Linked DNA regions of Danio rerio: region 2 is linked to region 1. A link is a contact called in public HiChIP or PLAC-seq data. All regions are on one chromosome and are shown on one strand. The core of a region is the stretch at or near the end of the contact, and the rest is flanking DNA. Distances in the headings are between cores, read along the strand shown. Region 1 holds the start of skor1a (SKI family transcriptional corepressor 1a). Region 2 holds the start of smad3a (SMAD family member 3a).

What was found. HiChIP or PLAC-seq counts read pairs in DNA pulled down with a chosen protein or histone mark.
Region 2: an H3K4me3 HiChIP or PLAC-seq map of embryo shows a contact between it and region 1, with 2.6 times the contacts expected there. The contact joins the promoter of smad3a here to the promoter of skor1a in region 1. A contact is called at or near these places in 2 of 18 Hi-C or Micro-C datasets (both in embryo) and 2 of 4 datasets of contacts at active chromatin or transcription factors (caudal fin and embryo).

Annotation. Positions count from the first base shown.
Region 1 is chr7:34,023,287-34,027,170 of GRCz12tu, reverse strand. skor1a (SKI family transcriptional corepressor 1a) reads left to right here and starts at 1,739. Exons shown (of 9, transcript NM_001130652.1): 1 at 1,739-2,013; 2 at 3,109-3,884. The coding sequence starts at 3,119.
Region 2 is chr7:34,225,470-34,229,353 of GRCz12tu, reverse strand. It overlaps smad3a (SMAD family member 3a), which reads left to right and starts at 2,261. Exons shown (of 9, transcript NM_131571.2): 1 at 2,261-2,663. The coding sequence starts at 2,461.

The DNA.
Region 1 (3,884 bases), core at 490-2,989:
GTTTTTTTTTACATGATTACACTTTTTTTTCTCACAGGTCTGTCTAAATGATGACAGGATAGCTTGTTTAAAAACGGGTGTTGTGTATCTGTATACCAGGAGGATCCAGTCTTGTAGGACATGTGAGCCCCTGTCTCTCCGCCATAAATGCTAACAATGCTGCATTGAGTCTGACCTCTAAATAATTAACAAGAAAGGAATAATTACAGAATAAAATTGTAATTATTGTTGGGCCAGAACGGAGCTTCTTGGTTGTGAAAGGAGACACGGCCAGGCAGATCTGGTTAAAGTTTCCCTTCCTATTAATATTGAATTAGGTTAAGCCGGTGGCCCCTTGGTCACAGGACACATGAGCATCGCTTGACGGATTTTTAAACTTTCCCATTTGTTTTCATCTCTGTCGTCATATAAGCTGTATTTTATCCTCAACTATTTTGGAAAAATATTTTAATACAAACGCAGCCGGCTGTACTTGTTTCAGGATACACGTTCAGTTAATGTAAAATACACTTTAGCTCGAAGCGTTTTAATGGTAATGACTTTGCTAAGAAGAAACATCCCTCTAAGGCATTTTTGGACATTATGAACTAATTGATTCAGGTAATTGTTAACATTTATATAATTAATTACCGTTTAATTAAACGTCTGTTTTGACACCTTAACGAATGACAGCAAAGTAAAATGGACGAGGGCTGGAATAATTAAAGGAGGTGGGAAATATTTGACACATTATTAGGTTAAAAAAAAACATTGGCTATCAGTTGTTTTGACCACACTTTGTACTGTGCAAACCCTCTGAGAGAGAAAGGGAGAGACTGAAACGCGTGAACAATGAAAGCTGGACAAATTGCCAAAACATTTCTGAGGGAATGACAATTTTCCACTGTCGTATTTCAAAGTGGACAGCACAACTTTGCCCGGTTCGATATTGATATCTTTACGTCAAGACTTAGTGGGGTTAACTGAAGGGCATTGATCAGGTTTTAAATAGTTAATACGGCCATATAAGGTTGCACCACTTACCTCAGTCCATTGCTCTGATATATCACTGTTTGTACACACTAGCCGCTCTCACTGGCTGGTGTGTTTAACAAATGTGCATCATTCACTGGGAGACATGTGACGTAAAATGCAATGACCACGAACTTCTAATAGCAGTTTAGACAGTGCGTGCCCCGCGGACATGCATGCCCAACACAAGGAAATATTTCATGCTAATTCGTAATGATAGTTTGTTTATCGAGTGTCACTCAAAACAGAACAGTTAAAAATTAATGCAAAACTTGTTCATCTCTGAGAAAAAAGACATGTGTATATGATATCATGAAGAGTAACAAACAAAGCATCATAATTATTGGTTGTTCATTGTACATCCTCCCTGTTTCCATGCGCAATCGTCTATGCGCAAAACCGCTTAAATTGAACTTAGATATCAACAAAGGCAGCAAAAATCATCTATCTATCTATCTATCTATCTATCTATCTATCTATCTATCTATCTATCTATCTATCTATCTATCTATCTATCTATCTATCTATCTATCTATCTATCTATCTATCTATCTATCTATCTATCTATCTATCTATCTATCTATCTATCTATCTATCTATCTGCCTGTCTGTATAAGCAGCTCAGTTGAATTCTAAACTGGCAGTACTATTTGTTTTGAAGTAGGCTAGTGGAAGCAAACGGTTAATACCAGAATCGGATTTGATCTCAGTGGGTGTGCCTTCTTATTCTTTTTGGCGTCCCCTCTCTTGAAGTAGATCGCGCACAACCTATTAAGAAGAGACACGAGCTCCGGGACTGCCATGTGGTCACTCGGCTCGCGCTCCCGTCACCACGCACGAGAGCTGAGAGGGATGGAAACTCTAAAGCTGTTTTGAAAGGGAAGACTACACAGACTCGCAGTTTTCATCCCGCACTTCACACGAACGATTTGTCCCTCTTGATTTAGGCCTGTTCATTTGAGGCGATACACAAGCTCTTCTGACGTTTCTTGATTGAAAAAGGTACGTTTCTTTTTATATTTAAAATTTGTTTGATAGGTCTATATAATAACCATGGTGTAATTTTTTTTTAATAAATGATAAATAAATCATAAATGTCTAACTTATTTTTAATATCCATTTCTCAATCCAATGTTTATGAAACAGTGGACTGTAATATTTAAAATATGCTTTATCCTTGATTACGAAAGGGATTTTATAGCATTTAAATCAGGTGATATAATTTGGCAAAATAATTAATAGCCTATATGCATATGGTTTAATGTAAACAATACGGAGACGTCTGGGAAACGAAAATATGCTTTGTACTAAATTATAAAGGCTTCCTGCGCAATGTTTTAATTATAAATGATCAGAGTTTTATTAACAGATCAAAGTCGAACAACACAGGCTGTGTAATTACACAGAAAGCGGCTTACTGCTTCTTTTCCTTGTTGATAAGCTCATTGGAGTAGCTAAAAGATTCTTCCCTTCTGCCCCTTTGCGTATTAGCGCCGTAAGAGGCCTTTAAGTAATCGCTCCGGCTTCTGAGCCGATTTGAAGACATTAAGCAATGATGCAGGCTCTCGGGTCAAAGAGTGCGAGCTTTTAAGGAAAGTCGTCAAAATATTTAACCTAAAAATGAAATATTAATTGTAGGCCTCAGTGTTAATTAGTTGGCTTTAACGTGTTAATTAAAACGTTAAATGTTATCTATATTGTGTAATACAGTGGTAAAAAGATTGTAGCCTGTTTTTAATTTGACTAAGGGTTAAAACAAACGAATAAACTTGATTACGTAGACGAATTATAGACTATTGAAATTACTGCAATTATCATATACCGATTTCTTGTTTCGTTAATTTTTTTAGATAATGTGCGCCAATATGTAATAATCAAACCAGTTTTAGCAATAATAATAGTTATTAAATATTATTATTCGTATAAATAAAGTTATTATTGCTATTTATTCCTATAAATAATAATACTGTAAAGAATATATTTATGCTGGGAGAACGCTTGTACAAATCACATCAATAATTGTAAATAATCTCTAGCATAAAATATAGGCTAGTTCTTGGATTGTAGTGTAATTTAACATCTATGTCTCCTCCACAGACTTCCAGGAATGGAGTCGATACCCAGTCAGCTTTCTACGGGACGAGATACTTGCTCTTCTCCCAGCTCGAAGCAAGAACTCCAGCCTTATTCTGGCAGCAGCTCGATGAAGCCAAATCAAGTGAGTGAGACTGCGCTGTACGGAGTGCCCATCGTCTCTTTGGTAATCGACGGCCAGGAGAGACTGTGTTTGGCGCAGATTTCCAACACTTTACTGAAGAACTACAGTTACAACGAAATTCACAACCGACGCGTGGCGCTTGGAATTACGTGTGTGCAGTGCACGCCGGTGCAGTTGGAGATCCTGAGGCGCGCGGGGGCTATGCCCATCTCCTCGCGCCGCTGTGGCATGATCACCAAACGCGAGGCCGAGCGCCTCTGCAAATCCTTTCTCGGGGCTCACAATCCTCCCAAATTACCCGAGAATTTTGCTTTCGATGTTTCACACGAGTGCGCCTGGGGATGTCGGGGAAACTTCATACCCGCCAGGTACAATAGCTCCAGGGCGAAATGCATCAAGTGCACCTATTGCAATATGTACTTTTCACCAAACAAATTTATATTTCATTCGCACCGCACACCTGAATCGAAATACACGCAGCCGGACGCGGCTAATTTTAATTCATGGAGGCGCCATCTGAAACTCACCGACAAAAGTTTGGCTGATGATCTTTGTCACGCGTGGGAGGACGTCAAGGCCATGTTTAACGGCGGGAGCAGAAAACGCGCAATGCCGGGTAGTGGATCCGAAATGTCCTCCCATCTCAAACCGCAGT
Region 2 (3,884 bases), core at 1,012-3,511, 200 kb before region 1:
CATTTTGTTGATATTTCTACTGCATGTATAGATATTCATTCCCGAAAATCTGGATTTCAACAAAATATAGAGCACATCTTTGTAGATTACAGAAAGTTTTTGTTTGCAGCTGAACTGTTATCAGTTCCAAATTTTAGGATGAAATCATTTGGTGGTAGTGTTTTTAGCTGCATAGTACCACAGTTATGGATTTCTCTGCCATTAGATATTCGTCAGGTGGACTCTTTTTTAATTTTAAATACCAGGTTAAAACCTTTCTGTTCAGGATTGCTTTTAATGATTTTCTGGTTTAATATTATGTCTATTATTCCTCTGTCTTGTATTTTATGATGTGCCTGTGACATATTGTAAGGTGTCCTCGAGTGTTTTAAAAGGCTCCTATAAATAAAAAAGGTATTATTATTATTATTATTATTAGTAGTAGTAGTAGTAGTAGTAGTATTATTATAAATAAAAAAATCTAGTCATGCAGTGTTCAACACATGATCTTCTAGATTCCTGCAGTGTGTTAAACTGTGCACAGATGAATCTGTTTATCCATCAGTTATGAGTATACGTTGTCCATAACCACGTGGGAGGACAAAATGAAAGAAAATGTTATAAAAAAATACATCAGATGATCTTTAAAATAGATAAAAGGAAGAAGCAGAACCATGCTGGGCTGTGATCTAGCGTATTTTTAGCACAGCCTGTGAACTGTTTTAAACGTACCAAAGATTGCCATACACCAATCTGAGTGAACGTGTGTGGCCAAGGTCAAATGACCTACAATGTTAAATTTTATTTTTGCCTTTATATTATTATAAATGAGAAAATTCAGAAAATAACACAAAACTGCACATTGTTTTATTTATTGCTTCCTGCTTGCCAAATATGTCTTGTGTAGAGGGACGAAAATGCTGGGCTCAATCTGATAAGCATAAATCAAATCAGACTAGTGCAGGCGCTTGTGTTTGCATTTTGAATGTAACAGCTGGCCCTTGGCTGCACACACTTCTCTTGACATTTCTGACCCAAACTCCCTTCGGCATATGTCCATGTGTGCGTTTGTGTGTGTATGTGTGTGTGTGTGTGTTAAAGATAGCAGTCTGTGATCACAATATAAGTCAAACACAAACATTCAAGATAAACAATTAAAGGGGGGAAACAAAGCCATCACATTAGAATAACTAAAAATTTAAAAGTAAAAGAGTAAACTTAGTATAATGTAATCCACCTCATATGTATTAGCTAAATACAATCTACCCATCCTCAAAAAGTGTTGTTTTTTGAGACTTGCATTTTGGGATTTTGAGCATTTACTACAACATTAGGGACGTACATGATTAATTGTTGTTGTCATGCACAGGCAAGGCTGCTGCATACTCAGCGTTGTATCTTTCATCCCCACTCCCTCACTAAAAAAAGCAGGCCATGCCCAGTATCAGATTAATTAAACACTGTATGCTGCGTTTGGTGGGATCCCCTTCTCACACAGACAGTGCTATGCTGAAAGAAAAAGTGGGGGTGGAAAAGGTAGAAGGAAGAAAAGTGAACATCTTTACTCTTTTGAGAATTAAAGTGTAATTACTTTTACTGAGTCTGTAAATGATAAGCAAGGTTTTGTATAACCCGTTTCCTGTGTGTCACTGTGGTTATTGGGCGGGTTTTATGAGTGTTTACAATAGCACAGGAGGAAGGGGACAATAAAACTTCAGAAGGTTCAACTCAATCCTGTCTTAAATAGATGACATGGTTCCTAAATCTATAGCATATTGTTCATCTTATTGTGTATGTACAGAACTATTTTGTTGATGTCAAATGCTACCCTCATGAAGGGGCCACCATAAAATATGCTTTATCAAGATATCAGTATATAAAGTCGTCATTTGGTGTGGCTGTACACATTTGCTAAACATATTCTGCACATATTTCTAAAGCACTTTGAAACTGAAACTTTTAAATGATCAGAGCACTGAGTGCAGTCAGCTTCAGTAACGTTACGTCAGAGAGCCGCAGCACGCAGAACAGCGGAAGACTTTAGATTTAAGTAAACCTCACTTTCTAAAATATTAATGCTCAGGAACTGACTGCATATTAGTCACAGATGAGGTATTATATTTTTTAAATTAAATGAATCTGTTTTAATTACCAGCAGAAAGTGTTGTGCTGACCGGATGCAGAGGAACTATTTTTTACGCGGAGTGATCTGAACGGCCTGGCAGCGGTGTGTGGCGCGAGCTATGCCTGACGATCTCAAGGGACAGACAGACAGAGAGAGCTGTGCTGAGCGCTGAACTTGAGACCGTGTCTCAGTCACGTCTCAAGTCCCTCTCACTTTTCTTCATATTATTCCCATGCTCTAATCAGTTTACTTTGACACAAAACCTTCGGATTACGCTGAAGATAAAAAGTATCCCTAATTTCCCTCCGAGTTGCGTGAGAGACTGCGCAATAGAGGAACGCTGAACTGAATTCAACATGTCAATTTTACCTTTCACTCCGCCGATCGTCAAGAGGTTGCTGGGCTGGAAGAAGGGAGAGCAGAACGGACAGGAGGAGAAATGGTGCGAAAAGGCCGTTAAGAGTCTAGTGAAGAAGCTGAAGAAGACGGGACAGCTGGACGAGCTAGAGAAAGCCATCACAACTCAGGATGTCAACACCAAGTGCATCACAATACCGCGGTGAGTGCCATTAAAAACATCCTCGACTTTACTTAGAGAAGCATCGGGTTGTGACGATTGATTTTAGCAGAACCCGTCCGGACAGTCTCAAACTGAAGCTAAACACCAGCACGGCGAAGTTGAAGAAAAAGCCCAGCAGAGGCTCTTTTATTGTGAAATCAACTCTTGTGTTTCTCATATCACGTTAATTCATAAACCGCGTCTCATTACTGTAACGTTATGTGCTGCAGCTCGTATCTCGCTCTCTGATCAAATTCCGACACTCCAGTTGATTTATTTCAACTTTATTCTCTCATGTGCTTTCACAAACACACATTTGCCTTGCCTGAGGTTGTCATTTACTGTCTGATGAGGTTATATAACAGCCCGACCTTAATCTGAGGAGCGCTGTAGCTGCTGTATCTGGGCTAAACGATGTGTTGCGATGTTTGTGTTTTAAGTTATATTTTGGTTGGTTGGTGCATATATAAGACATTTGGTACTTATTATTTTTCTTCATTAGAGTGTACATGTGGACGGGGTTGTTGTATGAATTGTATTGTTGTTATTATTATCCCTCTGAGTTTTGCAATGGCTGGTTAATCCTGTTATGTCACAGTGCGATGCTGGCCAACTGCCCACAGGTCTTGCCCGTATGGTCCACTCGAGGGTTGCCCACAAGCCTTTACACTCAGCAGACCTTTAGTTTCAAGAGGCATTTCAAGCTTCAGCCAATATAGAAAAACATTGGTTTACTTGTTTGAGTTGTATATATTACACATAGCCAGTTATTATAGAAGTTCATTTGGTTTTTCATATGCATTCTGAAAAAAAAAAAAAAAAAAAAAAAAATATATATATATATATATATATATATATATATATATATATATATATATATATATATATATATATATACACAGATTCAGTAGATAATCAGCTAGAAGTTCACTTGGATTTCATCACAAATTAATATATAGCCAATTAAACCAACAGATCTTAGGGGATTATTTGTTAACTTTAATGATACAACTATGTTGTTCCTCATCTTTTGTTTGGTGCCAAATCTCCTGAAAGTAGGGCTGTGATTTGGCCTAAAATCAAAATCTCGGTTAATTTATCATTTCAACTCGATTACAATTAATGAACGATTATTAATTAATTAATTTATTAATTTATTTATTTTTGCCCTCATAGTTCACTGACGGGTTTTGTACAGTAAATATGCTCACATATTACAGG